3 separate regions of the Sus scrofa genome follow, and all the other regions are linked to region 1. Evidence: chromatin contacts called from public Hi-C data. All regions are on one chromosome and are shown on one strand. The core of a region is the stretch at or near the end of the contact, and the rest is flanking DNA. Distances in the headings are between cores, read along the strand shown.

What was found. Hi-C and Micro-C count contacts between places; a contact is called where the count stands out from the background.
Region 2: a contact with region 1 is called in a Hi-C map of skeletal muscle, with 2.6 times the contacts expected there. A contact is called at or near these places in 3 of 47 Hi-C or Micro-C datasets (fetal heart ventricle, psoas muscle and skeletal muscle) and 1 of 2 datasets of targeted methods (skeletal muscle).
Region 3: a Hi-C map of embryonic fibroblasts shows a contact between it and region 1, with 5 times the contacts expected there. A contact is called at or near these places in 4 of 47 Hi-C or Micro-C datasets (embryonic fibroblasts, fetal heart ventricle and heart right ventricle) and 1 of 2 datasets of targeted methods (skeletal muscle).

The regions. Positions count from the first base shown.
Region 1 is chr3:74,657,534-74,662,467 of Sscrofa11.1, reverse strand. No RefSeq gene overlaps it. Among named protein-coding and RNA genes, the nearest start is that of ETAA1, 77 kb to the left of the region's middle.
Region 2 is chr3:74,489,092-74,494,025 of Sscrofa11.1, reverse strand. No RefSeq gene overlaps it. Among named protein-coding and RNA genes, the nearest start is that of ETAA1, 250 kb to the left of the region's middle.
Region 3 is chr3:74,508,569-74,513,502 of Sscrofa11.1, reverse strand. No RefSeq gene overlaps it. Among named protein-coding and RNA genes, the nearest start is that of ETAA1, 230 kb to the left of the region's middle.

The DNA.
Region 1 (4,934 bases), core at 1,283-3,782:
GAACTGTTTGGAAAAACAAAAACACAACTGTTAATGAAAACCTGTTTTTTTTTTCTCCTGAACAACAAGCTGCTGAATTCAACTGCTATTTTTGTATGTGGTTGTCGTTGTTGTTGTTTCAAACCTGCTTGTTGATGTAAACACAGCTTCCATCCCTCCTTGATAGGTGCAAAGGAGTTTGGTGAACTTCAGCTATGACAAGGATGACAGCTAACATTTCCTGAATGCTCGCGCTGTGCCAAGCCCTGTGCCTAGCCCTTTACAACTGTTAATTTATGGAATCCTGGCTGGAAAGGCAGAAATTATGATCTCCTTTTTACAAGTAAAAAAATCAGGCTTAGAAAGGTCAAAATCATGGCCAAGTTCACCCTGGCTGGACAGTGGAGGAAGCCGTGCATCTGGAGCCCATAGCCCTTCTTCCCAGCTGCATCGCTACCCAGGCAAAACACTTACCGACTCTGATTCCCACTGAGAAGCTGAGGCTCTGAATAGTCTCCCCACCAGCCACTGGTTTAACAAAGGATATTTAGAAAATGCTATTAAAAATATGGAGTTCTCCATTAAAATTCTCAAATTAAATTCAGAATCTATTTTGCCACATCCACAAAACCTGTAAAAAGCACCCAGTTACTGAGGAGTTATTACCCAGGTCTTTGAACTTTAATTACTCCCAGGACTCTGAGCCACATGGACACAGCAAATTGTGCAATAGCAAGCCAAGTCGAGGTTCAGCAGAAGGAGAAGACATTGTGGTTTTCTCCCCTCTTCCTCATTATCTCCTTTTCCTAGATTTTGCCTTATCAAACTGGGGCATAGATCTGTTTCATGTGCAAAGAACAGAAAGCAGGAGGGGTGGGGAGGACATTTTTCCAAGGATCTTGTCTCCAACCCTGCAGGTTGACACTGGTGATCCCAGCACAGACAGCTAGGACCCAATTCTAAGAAGAGGAATTCTCAACCCCTTCCTTGGCAAAGACGTGATAGGCATGTGGGATACCATTCAGCCTTTAACTTTTCTGTAATGAACTCAGGAGCCAGGCTCTGGGCCTCTGGGATGGGCAGGCTCCCTCTCTCAACTCTATGGACTTTTGAAGCACCGGCAGTCTTGTTGGGAGACCTTCTGGAGCAGCAAATTAAGGGAGTTCTTCCAGTTAGACTAATTAACGGCCCACAGGGGACATTGGTTGCTTTGCTTAAAAAAAAAAAAAAAAAAAAAAAAATCCTTTTATGTATGCAGAATTGGAACTTTTTACTAAAAATTTCTGTGGACTGTTCCAAGATGTTTCACAGACTTGCCATACCTAAGAGACTCTTCATTTCAAAGATGGAACTAAATATATTGTCTGTATTCAACTAGCTCATATTTTTGCACAGTGCAAAGCGATGGAATCAGCATTCCTCCTAAGAAGAGGCCTACCAACCGGAATTCTTTAATTACTTTGATGTTTGGATCCAAGTGAAGGAATAGTTGAAGGGCATATTTCAAAATACTCCAGATAGGTGCAAGAGTTTTCATCAAAGTTGAAGTATTTGATATGATTGTGAAAGAATTCCTTTAAATTATGTTTTCTGTTAGGTGCTCGAATTATCCACCTACAACCAGATTGAAAACACACACACACACTCACTATGAAAAACTCTGTTATTATTTAATGAAGATAACTAATCTTTTTAGAGTTTTTCCAATATGCATGCAGGCTACCAAAATATATTTATAAGGACGCGTAAAAATATATTTTGGAAATCTGCCTGCGTATCCATATGTATTTATATAGACATGTCTTCAGCTCAAGTAGCAACAGTGACCTCTAGTGTGTCTTTTTGTCTTTCTCACTCTCTCAACTTCAATTCATTGTTTCTGTAACCTCCAGGGCATTATTTAAGCAAAATTTTCCAGTTTGTATTTGTATTTGGTCTAATTTCTGTATTGACTCTATATGCTGACAAGTGATTCTTAAGAGACTTGCTTTGATCCTGGTAATGTATGATAAAGTAATTGTGCCTTCATTAATGTCTGTAATTATAGTACATAAAGCTGTCATCTACATGAATAATCACCCACCCCTCCCCGAGTTCCACCCCCCCACCCAAAAGGGCCAGTTTTATTTACAAGAAGAATTTAACTTTGGCTGAAGAACTCTTTGAGCTCTGAGCCACAAGCGTCCACACGAAGTCATGTATCATTTGCAAGAGCGCTCCTTTCTCTTTAATGAGAACCCCTAGTTCTTTTTATTAAAATGAATTTGAGGGAAAATCAAATATCTCTGATGGGCCAAACACACTTTTGGCAAGTGAGTGTTTGGGGTTTTGCCCTAGATGTGTGCTGATGTCAGGACAGAGCCCACAAGAATGAAGGGCCGCAGCTCTGGCAGCTTGTGTCAGCACTTCTCGTCCAAGTTCCTCTTTTCAGGAGTTTATAACATTGCAATAAAATTTATTATGGGCTGTGACTTGGCATACGGGAGCCCGGCTGACACTGCAAAGTAGTAGGGAGGATTTTTTTTTTTCTCCCCCAAGCCAGTGTTTGAATCTGTTGTGCCCTGTCTCCCTTTCGAGGGAGTTCAAAATAAAAGTCCCATGGACCTGGCTGCCTTCAGTCCAGACGTCAGAGGCAGCTGAAACGTGCCTGCTCTATCTGCTCTCTGGTAACCTCCTGCAGGATGGTTTGGAAAGGGGAAAAAAAATGCCATAAAGGAGTAAATGTTTCCTGTAAATGAAGGAGGCTCTTAAAGTTGCAATTGTTGGAAAAGACCCTCTAGGGTTAGAGAGGGAGACATGAAAAGGTATTCAAGATTGTTTTCTATCATTGGGTGATCTTCCGTGCCCCCCAACAGCTGGGCTTGTTGGCAAACAAGAAGCTGCATGTGGAAAACACGCTCCCATCTGTGTAAACTAAGCAAGGCATCAAAATAAGCATCATCCCCAGGTTAAAAGCAAAACAGAACATGCGGAGCACAGAACCCTGGAGAATCAGGCAGGAGGATGTGAGTGCATGTAAGTGAATCTGTTCTTTAATGTCGCATATATAAGTCATATATACTCTATGTTTATATTTCATATCTACCTTCTCATGCGCGCCTCCCTTGCTGTGGTCTTTCTGTTACTGCCACAAGCGTCTGTGTCTCAATGACAGTTCTGAGATGGCACCTCTCCAAAGAAAGAACAAACAACTGAATCAGAGAATTGATGAATCCCGGGGGAGGAAATTAATTAGAGCTGGATATAGCTCAATAAAGAATATCCACGTTGGAAGGAAGCATAGAGCTTTGCTTGACCAACCTCCCTTGTTCACAAGTGACTAAGGCCTAAACTGTCAGCTTACCCAACGTCAGAGCTAAATCCAGTCAGAACACACGGTGTATCCTTCCAGATTGCTTACGGCTGGCATTTGTTCTAACTGGACAAGAACCAGGCTATCCTGGCTAATGGTTCTTGGGTATTTTGGCATGTTATTCCTGCCTGTGGTCACTTAGTGACTTTGTGGCAAACAGCTAAGTCCTCAGTTTCTCTGCCAGTTATGAGAAATTGTTTACTCTAAAATTTATCGGTTGATGTGTATACCGTCGAAGCTTTCTCCTCCAGCCCCCTATTTAACCACTTTGCACTTAGATCCACCCGATGAGCCATTGCTCTCTACTCATTGCATAAAACCCGCTTCAGGAGAATGCTAATGGCTCCTCACCATGGAACTGAATGCTTATGGAGAACCAGTTGCTTCTGTAATTTGTTTCCAAACCTGCTTATGTGATTGTACTTTTGTAATACAATGATGCCATTTAACGTAATATTACATAATCAAACAAAATATGAATGTAGAAATGGTTATAGCTATGAAAAATTAAGTGCTTTGGAAAGATGATACAGGAGATTTTGTTTTTAATTTCGGTCACTTTAATAGACTGTGCAAGACAATGCTGAAAGTCTAGAAAAAGCTGTAAAAAATGTGGACAGCTTTTTGGCAGTCACATTGTTTTGCAAGTATCATGGAGTTTTCTCAGAGAAATCCCAAACCGGAAATTGCAGAAATGCATTCTGGATGTGGGTTATACGAGAAAGATGCTGTGGGAACTCCAAAGAGGGTCTAGACAGAAGCAAGCGGCCTCATTCCTACATCAGCAGAAGAGATGTGGCTGTGCATTCAAATAAATGGTTAAGTGTCACATCACTTCAAATCTTTCTCACCTTGAACTAACTTTGGATTAACTGATTCACAAGTGGTCTTATCAGTGGATTTAAGAGGGCTCTTCCACTGCTCTTAAATACACCATCTTGGCAGGAACCCAGAGAAGATTTTGTGGTCTTTAGTTCTGGGGGTGTGGGTGGGACGTGGGGGTGAGGGACCCAAGCAGGAAGCAGTGGGAGGCGGTGACGCTTTTGAAGAGGAGACTATGGTGAATATGAGTATTTCTTTTACAGATGCTATGGATTTAGAAGGCAACTGGTCATGATCGGTCAGTGGACTATATATAGCGTTGGATAAGGGCAAATTTAAATATGAAGGACTCACCCGGAAAATGCATTCCTGTCAGAGAACAAAAGACGTGTGGTGTTTTAAAGTCAGAATCAGCATAGGTGAAGATTCCTTGGAGGCTGTCTAGTCCCTCCTGCATCTGCCCACTTTCAGAGTATTTGCAGACAGGGAAATGCAGACGCGACGCGTCTGGGCAGGTGATCTGCAAGGTTGTTTTATGTCTCCCTTTTATCTGCATTTATAGCTGCCCGATTGTTCCCCAAGTCGGATTTGTCAGAATCTGATTCTCTCCAGCCTTTAACTCAGTGAGGTCTCTCTCTCCCATTATCTTCCTTTAGAGGATTCATAAAAATGTTTTGAGTCCCTGCAATGGAAGCACGTGAGGCTCGATATGGTTTTGACTGTCCTACAAAGTCACCATCCTATCTTTCAGAGACATAATTTGATTGATTGGAGCACGGCT
Region 2 (4,934 bases), core at 1,221-3,720, 170 kb after region 1:
TAAAAATTTTAAAAATAATGGGTATAAAAGTATTCAGTATAATGCTCAGCTTACAATAAGTGCTCGATAAATCTTTAAACAGACACACACATACATATATTTTATATTTGGCCTGAGACTACAAATAAGATTGACTATGAAGGAGCTTGGGATAATATGAAATATTCTATTATTTTTATAATTTACCTTAAAATAAAGGTATGCTCTTCTTATTAATACTTACCCTTTAAAAGTCCAACCACTTTTCAAGTGTCTTAGTCTCTGAAGATGTACAATAGTTTTAATGTTATTTCATCAGAGGTCATTGTAGCCACACCGAAGTATGGTTTGCCTATTTTTTTAATTTCAAAGTATTTCTATAACATCTCTGGAAAAGGATCAGGTTCTAGGGGACCCTACATGACCACCGTAACTGCCTACAATGCCCTGGCTTTGCACATAAGTGCTGGGTTGGAGGCAATGCCAAGCCCTGCCATGTAAACAGTGTAGAAAGTAGCGCTGCAGAAATTCACACCAGACTGCAGAAAGGGATAATCCACTTAAATGAATTACACATTTTTTTTTTTTGCTTTTTTTTTTGCTTTTTTTAATTTTTTTTTTATTTTTTTGCTTTTTGGGGCAACATGTGCAGCACATGGAAGTTCCCAGGTTAGTGGTCAAATCCAAGCTGCAGCTGCTGGCCATAGCCACAACCACAATAAAATAGGATCCAAGCTGTGTCTGAGACCTATACCACAACTCAAGGCAGCCGGATCCCTAACCCACTGAGCAAGGCCATGGATTGAACCCAAGTCCTCACGGAAACTAGTCAGCTTCCTTAACTGCTGAGCCACAACAGAACTCCTGAAATGAAACTTTTTGCTTTAATTTTGAGTTTTTCCTCATAAATTGTAGTGAAAAAGAGCTTAAAGCCTATATTTATGCTGGGATAACGCCCATGAATTGAAGACAACAAATTTAGTCAACAATGCAAAATTGTCTTCTTTTAAAAAAAAAGAAGCCCAGATCCAGCGTTGCCATAAGCTGCGGTGTGTGTCACCAATGCACCTCAGATCCCGCATGGCTGTGGCTGTGGCGGAAGGCAGGGAACTCAGCTCTGATTGGACTCCTAGCCTGAGAACCTCTGTATGCCACGGCTTGGCTCCGAAAAGACAAAAAAAGAGGAAGCCCAGGTAGAGGTGGAAGTCAGGCTAGAAGAGAAAAGTTGTGACACTCTGTAATGTTACTGCAAAGTTAAATCTCTCTGAGTGGAAAAAACATTCTAGAAGTAGAAACTGAATTTTCGTGAAAATATGCACTCCCTAGGGATTTTAACATCTTGGACTTCCCAAGCTGTGCTGGGGAAGTGAAAACTTGTGAGGAGCAAAACATCGGGGAATTTTTATTTGCAGCCATAAGTTATCCCATATGGTTGGAGAGTGATTTCTTATACGATGCATAGGAACTTGAATTAACGTGGCTGTTTATTGCAAGAAGAAAGAAAGAAGAGATGGGTGGGCTGGATTTCTGCATCATCCTGAGCAGGCAGTAGAGGCAGCAGCAAGTCGTCTCAAGTCAGAAGAGTCTTAGGTGGCTGAAAAGTGATGGTAACAGTGATAGTGGGATAAAGCAATAGGATGGAAGGGAGACGAACAAGTGGAAAAGCAATGTAAGCGATCACCAACCAACAGGCAATGCACAGTAATAATACTCAGGCAAGGGAGAGGGAGGAGATGAGGGAAGAGGAAGTTGGTGTCAAGGAGATAATTCAAAGGCAAAGAAGGGGCATTTAGGCAAGCTATAAACAGGTGGAGGAGGTCCTTGACTATTACAGAGGAAAATCAAGGCAGCGTTAAAAAGGATAAAACAAGCAAAGGTGCAGAATGAATGCAAGATAAATTACATGAGGTTGAAACAAAGACATTTTGAAGTCTGTAAGGAACAAGAGGTCAGAGAAATGGCAAGAGAAATTTACAGCCAGCAGAGGCGAAAAAAATAATAATTAAATGAATTCTCTGCCTGAGTGTTCACAGAGGACAAGGCAGATGTGAGGAACAGGCATAAATTTCCAGAAGGAAGAAGAAGAAATGTTTAAAGAAATCAAGATCAATAGTAGAACCAGCCATCGAGAAATTGGAAGGTCCCCAAGACTTAGAAATTCTCAGAGGGCAAAACTGGCCTCCAGCCCAGAGCCTGAAGGGACATGGGTCTCTGGACTCTTCACACAGAACTTTTGCAAAACTAGAAGGGAAAGGCAAGAGCAGTCCTGCAGAGGCGACAGGACAGCCATTGGGGGTGATCCAGGAGCCATTCCTGGGTGACCATGTGACAAGGCCTAAATGCAGATGAGGGGTGACACCCAAGCCCTTCCTCATGACTGGCATTTTCCCTTTAAAAAGCAGTTGTCAGTCAGGGCTAGTGGCAGTAATAAAATGGCTGGCATTTGGACACTCTCCCAAGGCCAGCTGTTCTCACCCCGGCCTTTAGCTGTGGCACCAACAATCTGTTGACTAAGTGAGCACAGCGCCTTTTGACGCTTGGGCTCCAGGAAGTCTCCCCTGATGTGCTTCCAGGGAGAAGGTTCACACCAAGAAGAGCAGGGTGTCTCTGGGAATTTGACTCACGGCTGAGGTTGGGTCCTAACTTCACTTCTCATTCATGTCACGTTGTTGCTTTTTTTGCATTTTAGGGCCGAAGCCATGGCATATGGAAGTTCCCAGCCTAGGGGTTGAATCAGAGCTGTAGCCGCTGGCCAACACCACAGACGCAGCAGTGCCAGATCCAAGCCGCATTTGCAACCTACATCACAGTTCACGGCAATGCCAGATCTTTAACCCACTGAGCAAGACCAGGGATTGAACCTGCAACCTCCTGGATACTAATCTGCTGAACCACAATGGGAACTCCCTCATTCATATCATATTTTCTACTCCAACTCTCTTCCTGTCTCACTTTTAAATTTCTTTCTTTAATTTCACTGTATTGTAAACATCTTTGCAAGCCACCTTAAATGCTTTTGGAAAACAGCTGCAAAAGTAAGAAGGCTCAAAGAAAGAAGGAAAGAGGAGAGAGGAACAGAGGGGGAAGGGGAGGGATGAGAGGGAAATCGTGGGTTCACTTCTCAGGGGATGTGATGGAACAAAGACGAAAAGCATTTACCTGAATGGGGAAGAAAAATGGGTTGGAAACAGGAAAAAAATCACCCAATGAGACTTTACTTCTACCTGTTAACAGTTCTGTGACTTTGGTTAAATCACATAAGCTCTCTCAGGCTCAGACTTCTCAAAAGGGGATAATAATGCCATCTTTATGGGAACAGAGAACTGATTAAATAAGATGAAGGGGGGAGTTCCCGTTGTGGCTCAGTAGGTTAAGAACCTGACATAGTGTCCATGAGTATGCGGGTTCGATCCCTGGTCTCCAACAGTGAGTTAAGGATCCGGTGTCACCACAAGCTGTGGCATAGGTCACAGTTGTGGCTTGGATACAGCATTGTTGTGGCTGTGGCATAGGCTGGCACCTGCAGCCCTGATTCGACCCCCTAGCCTGGGAACTTCCATATGGCACAGGTGCAGCCCAAGACCAAAAAAAAAGATGGAAGAGTCAACTAAGCTGTGGGAAATGAAGAAAGGATCTGTAAAATAGGGCTGCTTAGGAAACATCCAGGGAAAGGGAGAAAAAGAAATATGATGGGAAGAAGGTCTCTGATGGTTCAGAAGGGAAGTTTGAAAGGGTAAAACTAGAGAGAAAGAAGCAAGCCATTAGCAGATTGACACTTGGCTTTGAAGAGAGTCCTGGGAGACAGGTCACTAAGCTAGTGAGAGAGAAAAGGAGCTAGACACTGAACCAAAACAGCAAGCAAGGAGGAAGAGAGAGATTTAGGGATAATTGTAAGAATTGAGCATCCCTGGAGATGATTATCTTATAGTGAACTTTGGTCACAGCATTGAGTCTGTAAACATCAAAAGCTGCTCTTTGGGAAAAGACCCACCCTGGACATACCTCCCCCCCTACACACACACCACATATATTTCCATCAAAGTAAACCAATTTAGGTCCTATTTCAGAAAAAAAAGATGGGTAATCTAAGAAAGTTTCTAGTGGGAGACGGGTTATTCTAACAGTCTAGTTATTTGACTCCATAAAATTTAACATCTATAATTTTACACAGGAGTGATTATAATTCCATGCACAGATAAATGATAATGGCTTTAAAAAGATGTTTTCTGGAGTTCCCATCATGGTGCAATGGAAACGAGTCTGACTAGGGACCATGAGGTTTCAGATTCGATCCCTGGCCTCGCTCAGTGGGTTGAGGATCTGGCATTGCCATGAGCTGTGGTGTAGGTCAGAGCTGTGGCATGGATCCTGCTTGCTGGGGCTGTGATATAGGCCAGCAACTATAGCTCTGATTTGACCCTAGCCTGGGAATCTCCATATGTTGTGTATGTGGCCCTAAAAAAAAAAAAAAAAAAAAAAAAAGATGTTTTCTTTTCTTTACCAACTTGATCAAAAATTCTTAGCTTCATCTAACCAGCTCACCAATAAGGCAAATAGTTCATAAATCCTAGGAAGTCAATTCTTTGATTTCACAAAACTCCAGGGTTGAACGTGAAGGATGATGGGGTCACTCGGGTCACTTCCCCATTAAAGTATGCTCAGGCCAGAACACATGGCAGCATGGTATGCGTAGCTTTCATATTGATGAAGTCAAATAATAGCCAGAAAGGTATGTTTCTCCCTTTTCTCCATATGGCCGTGCTCCTTGCAGGCTGATCAGTCAGAAATGTCCGTACCTACTCCTTTCTTGTCTAATCGTCACTGTGAAGTAAGATCAGGAGGTTTTCACTCTTTTTCTGTAGGTAGGCGAAGGGAGTCCATGAAGAAAGAACCGTGTGAAATTAGTGTCAACTAAAGTGGAACAAGAAAAGGGTGGCCCCATAACCTTATGAAAA
Region 3 (4,934 bases), core at 1,618-4,117, 150 kb after region 1:
GAGCATGATAATGGGAGAAAAAAGTATGTATACATGTATGGGTAACTCAGGTCCCCATGCTGTACAGTGGAAAAAACAAATTATGTTGGGGAAATAACAGTAAAAAAAAGGCAGGGGGCCTATGTCAAACATCTCTGCAAATGCTCATAGCACATCTGATCCCTGCCTTGGCAATTCGTGATATGTGTCAAAGTCTCCAAGACTGCTGTCATCAAGGAATTTTCATGACTTCTCTTAATTTAATATTTATCAGGCTTCTTTGGCTATGGAACTCCTTTCCTGACAATATAGCTATTGAAATCTTGCAACACACACTTCAGGAAAAACTAGCTCTACACTTCACATCTCTATTTCTGTCTGAATCCCCTACTTTCTCACATTCTTGGCACACTTGCTCTGCCCTACAAAAACATTCCCATTCTATGGACTATCTTTTTAAGTTCCTACCATGTTAAACTATTAATAAGGGCTCACTATGCTCTGAGTTCTAAGCTCTAAGTCATTGAGCTTAGAACTTAAAATGGGTTGAAGCCCAGGTCATGGCTGCATGACCTTGAATGAAGTGCTCTACTTTCTGTAAGCATTGATTTCTTCACTTGTAACCTCAACATTGTAATTTACACCTTGCTTGTATCAGCATTGCTTTAAGGCTCAGCAGAAATAATAGAGAGGAAAGCATGCCATTCACCCTAAAATGTGGTATAAATGTTAAAAATTATTATGACAATAATGACCATGACGCTAAACCTCTTTCCTTAAGAAACGCATTTACTTTAGTGTCAAAAGTTCCTAAAGAGGTTTAAAAACTGATTATATTGGGTTTAATCTGTCCACTGAGCAGAGGGAAATACAGTTGAAGAATTAAAAGCAGAAACTCACCAGCTGCAGAACAGAAGAAGAAGGCATAACCCTTTGGAGGAGGGGGCGCAGTTAGAGGGAATCTCAAATCATTCCACGAGGAGGAGGCAGAGCTCTTACATGATTTCACCCAGAGATCTCTCCTGACCTAGCGGTCGGGTAAATAGTCTGCCAGGAGCTGGGTGCCTGGTGGAAACATATGTGAAAATGCTGATGAAATGGAAGGCTTTGGCTCAAGTTGTAGAAACCCCCTTCGGTGACCTGAAGGAAGCCAGAAACCCTAGAAGAACATGCAAGATTCTTTTCTGAGCCATCCCAGAGATTTCTCCTTTTTGCCCCAGTGGAAACAGGGCAAATAGGACTGGATGTCAGTACCTGGAGTTCAACAATTCAGAGTCGAACCTGAGAAATACTAGGTTCTCATAGATGGGTTTAGATGAATGCATCCTTCTTGTCTGCCAGGCTGGTGGCTGGAAAAACATCTGTTACACATTTTAATGGGGTGGGTGGGTCTTCTGAACACATCACGTGATGCCGTAACCCAAAAGAGTGATGTAAATGATAGGGAAATTTAGAGATCACAGCTGGCCAGAAACAAAATGTGACATTGGCCCTTTAAGGCTTTGTCCTTCTGACCATTCCAGGTTCCTAATCCTCCTGCCAAGTGGGCTGGAGGCCAAAATATTTCTTAACTTTGCATTTATTTCAGGGTGTTAATCTCATAGGCAACCAACTCCTATTTAATAAACTCAAAACTCCCCAGGCCCTCCCCCTCAGGGATGCCTGCGTCTGTTCTCCCAGAGGCTCAGCATACATGTGCCTGCCCCTGTCTTTTCCTGCCTGCCCAGGGTGTTGACACAGCAGTGTCAGGACATCACGCAGCTGTCATCAGCCCCATGCCACAGATGGTCCCTCAATTATGCATCCCCCTTCCCAGGGCGCCTGCCTTGGCCACTCGAGCAGTCTACCTGCCACTGAGTTTCACATGGAACTCCAGAGGCCAGGAGGAGAAGCCAAGTGGCATGGGCTTAAGAACCTTTCGCTCCAAGGCGGGCTGGCAGAGGGAGTGGATTCCCCAGCCCTTCCTCAGCCCCATTTTTAATCACTAACCAAGGAAGGTAATGAGAACGTACTTGAATTACAAAGATTCCCATTTATTACTCTGGCCGCCCCTCCACAAAGCCTCCCTTTGGCAAAAACAGATCACTATTGACACTTTTAGAAGGCCCTGGGCCCCTCTCAATTATTGGCCTAATCTCTGCCTGCTCTGAAAGCAGAATTCTTTCCTAACTAGATTTTTTCAAAAGTTAAGAGGCTACTCTCTGCTTTCTTCAGCAGAAAGACTTGGTGAGCTAATGTTGGTATGTTTCATGGCCTCCGCAGCATCTGCAGGATGTGGAAAGAGAAGAAACAAACCAGATGTTTCCAAAAGGTAGCTCCACTAAGCCTTCTTAACATAATTATTGCAATAGTGTATCCGCATTTTATGGTCCCGCTTCTCTCTTGATACCTTGGGAACTTTTCCTGGAGAAATCCAAACCAGTAGATCTGAGTTCCCTCTAAACAGATTTGCAACCTTAAAAAAAAAAAAAAAAAAAAAAAAGAGAGAGAAAGAAAGAAAAAAAATTTGACATATATCCCCCATTAAATCCAAATTTCCTTTATCAAATTTTCGAAGGGAAAAATAGATTAAGGACATGTAGATATTTATCTCAGCCTTCAACATTTACACTCATTTGGTTAATTAGCACTTAATTACACTGTCAAAGGGGAAAATTTTACCACGGGGCGCGGGCAGACCAATGCCCTCCCTTCAGCCCCTCACTTCTGCCGAGAGAGAGGCCAGACCTCTGCTCCGAGCCAACTCCTTCCTCACGAAACATTCGTAATGATTACTTGACAAGGACTGTAGATACAAAATTGTGCAATGGAGAGCTATCACTCACGGGGGCCACGCTGAGGTTCTCAAGCTGGAGCAACAGTGCCCCCCAAAGCAAGCAGTCAGAAACATCCTGAAAGGCAACACGGGTCTGCCCAAACTTCTATTTTCTGCTTCATAAGCCAGGGAGCTATTTTAAGAGTTGCTGGCCGAAAAGCAGGCTCTATTACAACCAGACAAGCATTCCAACCAAGCTGGGGAGCCTCCGCTGGAAGCGGAGAATGTTTCCACCTATTCTAACTCAGACGCCGAGAATTCTCCGCGGAGAAGAGGGGGGTGGGGAGCAGGAGAGACACAGTAGAAAATCGGAAAACTTCAGAAGTCTGCCGAACTCAAGGGAACAAAGTCTAACTCAATTAATGCATAAATCTTATTAAGCGAAATGCAGCTGAATAGAGTCATTTGTCATCAGAGTTTCTCCATCTTGTAACAAATGGCAATATTTGGGGGTCTCACGGGTTCTCTGCCAAGGGGAAGACGTCATTAAAGCTGCTGGAAAATAATAGTATTCGAATTAGTTTAATTATGATGTGATGAATTATCAAAGCATTTTTTAAAAACAATATGCAATTAGCCTTTTTTTTTTTTAAGCCAAAGACTGTTTTCCAAAACAGGAAATGAAGCATAACACCCTTAATTTCATCGTTGGGGCAAAGTCCTAGACACCCTGATGCAGTGGTACAATGAGCATGTAATGAAACCAACTGTCCCCGCTCCAGCAACGCCCTTTGTGCATTGACTAGAAGGGCTTTTGGCTCCAAGAGTGGAAACTGCATTAAGCCAGAGCCTAACCCAAATTTTCTCTTTCAAGTTCTAAGCCCTGTTTTCTATTTTCCTTTATATCTTGGATAGGGTCACCCTATAAGAAATGAAATCTCACATTCCTGAAAGACAGTGAACTGATGAGGTCATATCAGCCTGCTTGGCTTTTATACTGCTCTTGAGGGTATTGCAAGGGGAAAAATAATAATAATAATAATGTGGTATTGGAAAAAGGGAATGAAAATGAGGACGCCTGAACATCAAACTTTTAAAACCAAACTGTATAATCAACAACACAATCGGATAAGCACCATCAGGAACAACCCCTCCCACTCCTTCACAAAAAACCACAAAGAGACCCCCAGCCACCATACTCCCACCAGAACAGCTAAAATTAAAATGGCTGATAAAACCAATGAGAGAAAATTAAAATTCTCATGCATCTTCAGTCAGAGCATTAATTGGTACAACCACTTTGGAAAACTGTTTGATGGTGTGTATTAAATATATAAATCCTAAGACCCAGCAGTTCTGTCCCTGGGTGTGTATCTAACCTAGATGGGCATATGTGTCAACCAAAAGGCTTGTACAAGGATGTTCACAGCAGCTTGATTCATATCAACTCCATCCTAAAGGCTCATCATTTGTAAGATAAATTGTGAGATAGTCATTCCATGGAATATTACATAGCAATACTTCCCAGACACACACACACACAAAAATGCACACTAGGTGATTTATCTTATATTTTGTTCAAAAATAGGCAAAACTAATCTGCGGTGATAGATGTTATCATAATGGTGAGGGAGGTAATGCCTGGACAGGGCCTGAGAGAGCCCTTGGGATGTGCTGGGATTGTTCTGTATCTTACTGTGGCTGTAGTTCCACAGGTATAGACATAAGCAAACATTCCTGCAGCTGGACCGTTAAGATGTATGAACCTTATGTATGAGATACCCCTCAAAAAGTAAAAGGAAAAGAAAGACAAAGGAAAAAACCTTCCCCCTCAGTCATCAGCTTCAAATGTGTCTCATAATTTCACTTCCTACATCCAGCCCTCCTGGGCTTCCTGCTTCCTCTGACAACCATCTGCAAACTTTCCACTTGGCTTACCAAGGTCCTGCCTGTTCTGAGCCCAGCCCACCTTGACATGTCTCACCACTCCTGCCCCATTTCTTCTTGCTGACTCCCTTCCAGCCATAGGGATAATTCTTTGAAACCTCCAGGCTTATTCTGACCTAGGTCTTGGTATTTGCTCTGAACTCTGTGTGGAACACTCTGCTCCCAGAACCCACCCCCAAGACTGCCCTCAACTCATCATTCCAATCCCGGTGCAAATGCCATCTCCTCTGCTGCCCACCCTAGCTAAAGTAGC